2 separate regions of the Gossypium hirsutum genome follow, and region 1 is linked to region 2. The links are chromatin contacts, called in public Hi-C maps. All regions are on one chromosome and are shown on one strand. Each heading gives the region's core, a stretch centred on a gene start, on an enhancer-like site or on the middle of the called end of the contact. The rest is flanking DNA. Distances are from core to core; before and after follow the strand shown. Region 1 holds the start of LOC107935978 (regulatory-associated protein of TOR 1). Region 2 holds the start of LOC107935962.

Region 1 (4,134 bases), core at 75-2,574, 140 kb after region 2:
ATTAAAGCCTAAATTGATAAAAGTGTAAACATTGAGAGTTAAATTTATAATTTTATCTTTTTAAATACTCGTGTCCTACTCATTTTTGGATTCTCGACATAGATCTAGGAGGTAATATATATCCATATGTAAAACTCACATCCAAGTCCAAATAACGTAAGTTCATTTCCTTCTGAATTTCTTGTTGCAGATTTCCTTGTAGATGCTATGGATTACACAATGTCAAAGATGTAACGCCTCCGTTATTCTTTCATGCAAACGAGGTTGAAGCTCAATAATACGAGAAAAGATTACAAAAAAATGATTACACGAATCAATTAAGTTAAGCATCGAATGAATTACGAAGCGCTTGATTTAAATGTAGAAAAAAATAGAATATAATTAGATGTTTTAAGTCTGAAGTTATCAATGTGTATCATAAACTCCCTTAGTCTTATATGTGAAAATCATCAATCCATCTATAGATTAATGCTTCAATAAATTTAACAAATTGACCCCAAAAGATTTTGGATCTCAAAGTCCCCCATGGTTTAATTTATATCAACAAGAAATTAAAGAAAAACCCAATTCTGTTATTTCATTCAAATTAAATTAAGAGTAAATTACACCGATAATTACTTAATTATTAATACTTTTTTGGTTATTTAATTATAAAAATTACAAAATGGTCACTAATTATTAATAAATTTCCTTTTTAGCCATATAACTATAAAAAATTACAAAATCGTCACTCAACTATTCAATTTTATTTTTTAGTCAATTATTATCTTCGATAGAGTTTTAACTCCTAATTCTATCAAAAGTCTGAATGATTGAAAAACTAATGGGTATAGAGAGCAATAACGTCTCATCAAGTGCTTGAGAAGGCAAATCATGTGTGTTTGTGCATAGATGAGACCGAATCCTTGTCTTATATATAATTATTGGATTTGAACCTATACTTTACGAATTCATTACCTTTTTTAGTCATTTAAGCTTTTAATAAAATTTATCGATTAAGTCATAACTCGATTGGTATCAACATTATTATTAATGTAAGAGGATGTGGGTTCGAGAGCGCTGAAATGCATTTTCCTCCTATTTATGAGTTAGGAAAGAGCTATCTCTAGTTTTAGACAAGATCTTTACTAAAGATAACACTTAATGTATTAAGAATCCAATCTAAAGTTTTATCATTAATAAATTACTTTGATTTAAATTAATTTTTTTCAGATTGAATCAATTCGGATTAATATTATTAATTTTTTTTATAATTGAATCGTATTTAAATTGGGATAGAGTAGAATATATAAATATAAAGGAAACGCAGGCGTAAAAACAATGCACAGTGGAAACGCATAACACTTTTTTAACCAAAAAAACAAAATTAAAAAAAAAAATCCATATTTCAGCTTTGAGACTTAAGATACACTTCCCTTCCCTTTCTCTCTTTCATTTTTATTTTTATTATTCAAAAAATTAAAATTAAAATTTAATTTTAATACATCATTTTTTTATTGTGCCGTCACTGTTCTATGCTCCACCACCACACCAGCATCGTCGTCGTCGCCGCCGCCGTCATCTAGGGTTTCAAATCCTTCAACTTTCCCCTTTCTCGGTTTCCTTCTACAAATTTCCGAGCTGGATTATCTCTCTTTCTTCTGGCGAATCTCAATGCGCCGCTGGTCCAGCGGCTTCGTTGATCAAATCTCTTTCCTTTTCCCATCTCACTCTATATATGCGTATCAGTTTCTCTTGTTGATCAGTTTGGAGCAAAAAAAAGGCTAGGTTTTGGTGAGATTAGTTTCTATTGATTAAAATTTTGAATCCGAGGGTTTTTTGTGTTTGTATTTTTTTTTTGTTTCGCGGGATTTGAATGGCATTGGGTGATCTGATGACGTCACGATTTTCGCAATTGTCGTTGGCGGTATCGAATCATGTCATCGACGGTAACGTCAGCAGTGGCGGCTACCATGAGGACGATGTTGCTTATGCTGACTTGATGTCTCAGAGGAGGGATTTAGATGCTGTATCAACTAGCAGTTACGCCAATGCCGTTACTTCCACGGCCACTGTGCCTACGATCATGGCTTACTTGCCGCAAACTGTTGTTTTATGCGAGCTTCGGCATGCTGCCTTTGAAGCTTCCACGCCAACTGGACCCTCTGATAGTGGCCTTGTTTCCAAATGGCGCCCCAAGGACCGAGTAAGTCCTTTCCTTTCTAGCTTGTTTTCTTCTTTTTTTGCTTACCATTCGTTTGACTGATTATATCTAATAATGGGTTTAAGAGAAAAAAATATTTACACTGCAGTAGGAAAAGATGGGATTGTGCAAATAATTAGAATTTCCTATTGATATTCGGAAGTAAGAAAATTTGACTTCGTTTAGAGGTTAAGAAAATTTGACTTCGTTTAGAGGTTATTAGAAATGTTGCTAAAATTGGTTCATATCTATGCCATTTTGGGTCTAAAACTAAAATTTTAATAGGGCTTTAGTACATTGGATAGAAGGGAGGGGGATTCTTAGATGTGCTAGCATAACATTATGGAATTAGTACTGTCAATTAAGTTTGAAATCCTTGAATTTGATGTGGTCACCTAGCAATGGAAGTCATGAAGACATTGTACTCCTCCAAATCAAAGCATTAGAGTCTGGAAGAGTTGAATACTTTGTACATTAAGTAATCTGCTGTTGTTTTTACCATCCCAGTATGTCATTTGCCATGTGATGAACTACTGACTAAGGAAAATGTTTTGAATGGTTGGTTGTTTATGTATTTGCACACTAGAGCCTTCAGAGTAGAAACTCATTCTTTTAATCCTTTTTAATTTCATCTGAAGTAACAATTCCCATACCTTCTCCTGTAGCTTAGTGTTTTGAACATGCCATGGTGAAATGTATTCTATTTTTACCTTTTAGGTTTTGACATGAATTTTGAATCTAAAAGCAAACTAAGGAGAGAATATTGTGGAAGATTGTTATGTCTGCTTAAAGAGATTTATAAAGCCTAAACATGCAGAACACAAATAATTTGAAATAGTGTTATACTATACCAAATTTGTTCGCATTCTACTTCCTAAAGTGTGCATTAAAAAGATTGTTTTTATCTTTCAGCAGCCTCTTTGCTCGGGTTTCTTTAATACATTGAGTAATATTTTCTTTCTTGGAACTGAATTTGATTCTTAGATAATAGTATGTTTCTTCTTGATAAATATTAGAAACCATCCCCTAAGAACTATTTTCCCTTTAATTTGTCTTGATATGGTGTGCTTGACCATATTCACTTGACTTACGACTTCATATGCAGATGAAGACAGGATGTGTGGCCCTAGTTTTATGTTTAAATATCAGTGTTGATCCACCTGATGTAATAAAAATATCTCCTTGCGCAAGAATGGAGTGCTGGACTGGTATGTTTTTTGAGTCAATTCTCTCTTATTTTTGCATTTTTGCTATTTAATGGTTATTGAAGCTTTAATGCTCATGATTATTCCTCAAGAAATCTTTAATAAGTTTCGTGTTATTTTAATAAGTGACCGAAATAAATGCTAGTTGATTCGTTGAGCATGCATGAATTTTTAAGTTTGGATATTGTTTGCCCTTGGCTCTAAGCTGTATCTGCTCCTTAGTTGTCTTTATATTTGCATTGGAATGATGAGAATTACCATAAATCCTGTCCAAGAGTGCTAATTATGATCCTACTTCAAACTGAGCTCTTCTCTATATTTCTTTTTATCAGTTGGGAAACAAGTATCTCCTTTTATGTTAGGGTAAAAAAGGGAATATTTTGTAACTATTAAGTAGTTTGGATCTTTTAACATATTGAACTTTTTCAAAGAGGAAGGTAAATTTTGGAGCTTCGGAGTACCTTCTTTTGAAGAATTGTTTTACTGTTTATGGTGTTTGAAGCAGTGACAAACGACCAACAGAAAATTGGATAGAAAATTGAAATAATTATCAAGTTCGGTGGTTAAGAAAGTGTCACTTTTTGTAGGGTTATTGCTGCACCAACATAGTTTTTTGCATGCAGTCTCAGGAATGCTTATCTGTTTATTGTTTCTATATACAACCCTTGTTCTGGCCTTGCTTTTTTGGTTGCCAAGGAGGAAAAAGTTGGAATCCTAGTGCTGCACTTGCACAAAATAAGTTTTCAA
Region 2 (4,518 bases), core at 1,843-4,342:
TAGAGGGGTTCAGTCCCCTGTTGGACCGAAGAATCATCCATTGAGTTTGAATTCTGCTTGGTCATCCGAGGATCTATATCCTGGGTATTCTAGTAATCCAGCTTCATGTAATGCTGCTCCAAGTCAGGAACTTTTGAGCTCATTGTCTGATCTCTGTGGGGATTCCGATGCTAACATACGCAGTTTGAGTTATGGCCAGTGGTGGATTGACTATGCCTTTAGTGCAGCTGTTCCTCCAATGTCTTCACCTTTGGTTTCTCAGTTCCAGAGCAAGAACTCATGGGATGTAGTACGCAAGTCAGGGCAGTTCAGGCGAAATGCAATTTCCCCAATGAGTGCCAATGGTGGTGTCCCTCGACAAGCCTACTATCCTATTAACCCTCCAGTTCTACATGGTTCTGGCTTCGGAATGGAAGAAATGCCAAAGCCTCGTGGAACGGGGACATACTTCCCCAATCCTAATACGGTATACTCATTCTAATCCTTTGGATTTCTGGTGCAAACATGCAGCCTCATGATGTTGTTTTGCCATTGTTTGTTTTACTACTACCGATATTACTATTATTTGTTAAAGTTTCTGTTGGGCCTTGTTGCCACAATGTGGTTTTATGTTTAAATATTTTTGCAGAACTATTACAAGGATAGGTCCTTGGCAGCAAGGGGAAGGAACCCAGCATCGGCAAGATCTCCTCGCAACAATGGCCGTGCCATTACATCCCCAGAGTCAAATTCACCAGAGAGAAGCAACCGTGAGGTGGCACAAATGCATTCAGTAAATCAGGGTGTTGGAAAATCAGGGTCATCGGAACTCCGCCACTCTGGTTCTGAAAAAGCATTATCCCCTAATTCCAATGGCTCAATGCATCAACCAGACAGGCTTGTAGAATTCGGGTCAATGAGGGCCCTACCTTTGGTTCCAACCTTTACAGAAATTGGCAAGCCGCATAATCCAGGATCTCCTAACGCTCAAAACTCAACTGGAATGGAAAGGCTAAAATCAGCCGCGAGCATGGATCAGGACAGGTTCGACAATTCATTGTTTCCATCTAAAATACGTATTACTATTCTCTGTGCCTTTTTTCTTACTTCTCCTAACATGCAGGATACTTGTACAATCATTCCATTTAAAAAACGAAGAAGATTTCCCTCCTTTATCCATCTGAAAATCACCGAAGAATAGAGACAGGTAAAAACGCTAACAAAAGCCACAAAGCCTGAGCCCTCAGCTCGTGTGAATATTGCTCTCGGAATATAGCCATATTCCGAAGCTCGTTTACATGTATGGAGTTTGATTAGTTTTTGTGTGGTTCAAAGGCATATAATGTACATTTCAACTAATTTTATTTTGGTCCCTTTTTAAATCTGGTCGTAGCTGTACTTTTTATAGTGAGTTATTGATGTATAGGATTGTTGAATTATGCCTTCTCTTTTGTTGTTAATTTTGCCCAGGTTTTGATATCTTTGCCACTGGTTTTCTGGCAAAGAAAAAAAAGTATAGAAGCAGATATTGTTATTGCTTATTGTTGATGTAACTTTATACTGTCAAATAGTCTTCTTTTAGCTGTCTATAATGTTGTTTTATTAATTTGTTGTTTACCTATTAAACTGACTTGACCTTCAACATTTATAAAATTTATCAATTTAGTCTTTAACTTAAAAAAGCAATTAAAGATTACTTTTAGTTCTTTATAGTTCATTAGCTAACTTATGTGAAATATTAAAGAAAACTTATGTGAAATATTAAAGAAAAGAGTATCCTCTTTTAAGTCACTTGCAAAAAGAACTTTAAAAAGTTAAAATAAAATATAAAAATAATTTAAAATCCAAAAAAAATAACAACATTAAAAATGTTATTTCTTTTAATGATTTACAGTAGAGATCACCAATACACTAAATATAGCATTTAGAGCATGGAATAGTGAATAATTTTTCTAAGCCCAAAGCATTACAAATTATTTAATATATTAAATCTAAAAATTACCTTTTTTTGTAATTTTTATGTTAAATTAATATATTATTCTCAAAGACTTGATTATTTAATTAGCAAGTAATTAAGTTCCTTGAATTATTTTTGTAGCAAAATATATACTAAATTTGAATATGGCAAACCATATAAACTGAATAAGGCTATAATATTATAAATATCTTTGAACTCTGTGTATTGGCTCGATGGTTAGAATGTTTACCGTTTTGAATGTGGTTTGAGTTCAAGTCACTCTAATTACGTTGCTATTAGGGCTTTACCCTCTTCATGTAATTCACCCAAAATTTTTTTTCCTTTAATTTAGTTTATGCTAAATAAGGTATGAGTTATTATCCTTAATTTATTTCTTTTAAAAACAATCATAACCAGGTTTAGAATAACTAATAATATCCCATATCTTTACAATATAATAAAATAATATTCAAGTTTTTTTAAATTTATTTTAATAAAAGTAGTCAAAAAATATTTTTTTAAATATTACCTAAAGACACAATTTATGTAATAAAAAACACACATTACTGGCATTTGCATTGTTGGTTAAGACCAATGCTAGAGGCGTTCATTAATGGAGTTAAGTTGAAACTTGATTTCAAAGCTCAAGCTTTACTTGCCTAGACATGCCCAAAATAACTCATTTTACTATTCAATAAATAATAAAAATATTTTTATTTTATTTTAATGATAAATATAAATATAAATATAAATATAAATATAAATTTATTTTTTTATTAATTTTAAATAGGGAAATGGGTCACTAAAATAAATCCAATATTCAAAATATAAACATCTTTAGTTAAGGTTCCAGGTCAATAAATTTTCAAGATTGAGTTCCATCAAAAGGTGAATTTAAGGAATACGCAATAATTTTATGTCTAAAATGATATAAAAATTATAAAAATATGAATTAGTATAATAATAGAATTGCACTTTAACTACTAAAAAGTTATAATTTAAATTTATCGTCTAAAATAATTTTTTGACTTAACTCTAAAATATATTTATAATAAAAAAAAATTTCACCAAAATATAACAAATAAAAATTTGCATAGATTTTACAATAAATTTAAATTCTTTAAATTAAGACAAATAGTAGAAGGGCAATCAAGGCCCAGCCCAGTCCTAAAGGGAACAAACCCTAACCACCACTGTTTCCAGCCGCCGCCGTGATCGCACACTTTTAGATTCTACCTTTTTACAACAATCAAATTTTATTTTTCCCCAATTTCAATAAAACGCAAAAAGAAAAAGATATTCCACAGTGTTTCACCGTCGTTTTGTCGTAATTTCCCCTGTCGTTTTATTTCCTTTGTCTCTCCCCCCCCCCCCGAAACCCTGACCGTGAATAACAATAACAAAAAAATAAAACGTGTTTTTAGATCATCAGAAGGGACGTTGGTTTAGGGCGGCGGCGACCTAAAGCGCGTTGAATGATTGGACGTTCCGTTGAGACGTGAAGCGGCGGAATTGTTTTGCCGTAGGGAGGAAGAGGGGCGGCTGTTTTTTTGTTGTTGATGTTTTTGATGGGCGATCTCCTAGATTGGTCGCCTGAAACAAACGGCGTCTCGTCAAGAGACAGGTATTCATCGTCACCATCTTCATCACCGAATCAAAAGGGGATTAGTGCGGAGTATTGGAGAAAAGCCGAGGAAGCAACGCAGGGGATCATAGCCCGTGTCCAGCCAACTGTTGTTTCGGAAGAGAGGAGAAAAGCGGTTACCGATTACGTACAGAGATTAATTAAAAATTATCTTGGTTGTGAGGTTAGGTTTTTGAAGAAAAAAACATTAATTAAGTTTTCAATTTTGCTTTTTATTGATTTAAATGGATAAAATGTTAGCATTTTCTCGAAACTAGTAATTTAGGTGGAAAATGGAAATGGCTACCGTATTTGTTATATTTACTAGTACAAGAATTTTTAGGATGGAGTGTAAGCTTTAAACTTAATTCTTGTGTAGTTTGGAGTCACCTAAGAGAAAACATGATTAGTATTTGTTGATAAAATAAAAACTAAGAATAGTGGTGGAAGAACCTCTAATTCATCGTAATTAGGCTTAATAGTTGTTGTAGAGATCGATCCATTTGGAAATTGCAAATTCTCTATCACATGGATGAGGTTTCTACAATGTTAATGTTCTACCTTTATGAATGTCACGTCTAGCTAAAGTCTCGTCCATTGGGAGTTAGATGTGATAATGGGACTATTCATTGGGTGCTTTTGAGTATTTGACATCTGTGATTGACTGAATGCGGTTCATATTTGTTACATTACAGCGGAGTACATAAAAGGAATTATCTATAACGGTGAAATTCAGTTTGGAAATTTGTCATTTAATGTTTCCAGCTGAAAACAACCTGGCTGTTAATGACGATATGACGTATACATTTTTTTTCAGTAATATGGTGATAATTGTCTCATATATTGTTTTTGTCGTTTTGCTGTCTTGGTTTTCATAGCTATCGGTTGGTGTGATCATCAACCTAAGAGCTGTCTTGGTTTTCATAGCTATCAATTGGTGTGATCATGAACCTAAGAG

What was found. Hi-C and Micro-C count contacts between places; a contact is called where the count stands out from the background.
Region 1: a contact with region 2 is called in a Hi-C map of leaf, with 1.6 times the contacts expected there. The contact joins the promoter of LOC107935978 here to the promoter of LOC107935962 in region 2. A contact is called at or near these places in 6 of 34 Hi-C or Micro-C datasets (callus, leaf and seedling).

The regions. Positions count from the first base shown.
Region 1 is chrA02:406,445-410,578 of Gossypium_hirsutum_v2.1, forward strand. It overlaps LOC107935978 (regulatory-associated protein of TOR 1), which reads left to right and starts at 1,325. Exons shown (of 23, transcript XM_041087588.1): 1 at 1,325-2,185; 2 at 3,288-3,390. The coding sequence starts at 1,856. It overlaps LOC107935989 (alanine--glyoxylate aminotransferase 2 homolog 3, mitochondrial), which reads left to right. Exons shown (of 9, transcript XM_016868627.2): 9 at 191-436. The coding sequence ends at 234.
Region 2 is chrA02:267,910-272,427 of Gossypium_hirsutum_v2.1, forward strand. It overlaps LOC107935962, which reads left to right and starts at 3,093. Exons shown (of 9, transcript XM_016868590.2): 1 at 3,093-3,744. The coding sequence starts at 3,496. It overlaps LOC107935961, which reads left to right. Exons shown (of 9, transcript XM_016868589.2): 7 at 1-466; 8 at 629-1,023; 9 at 1,103-1,520. The coding sequence ends at 1,163.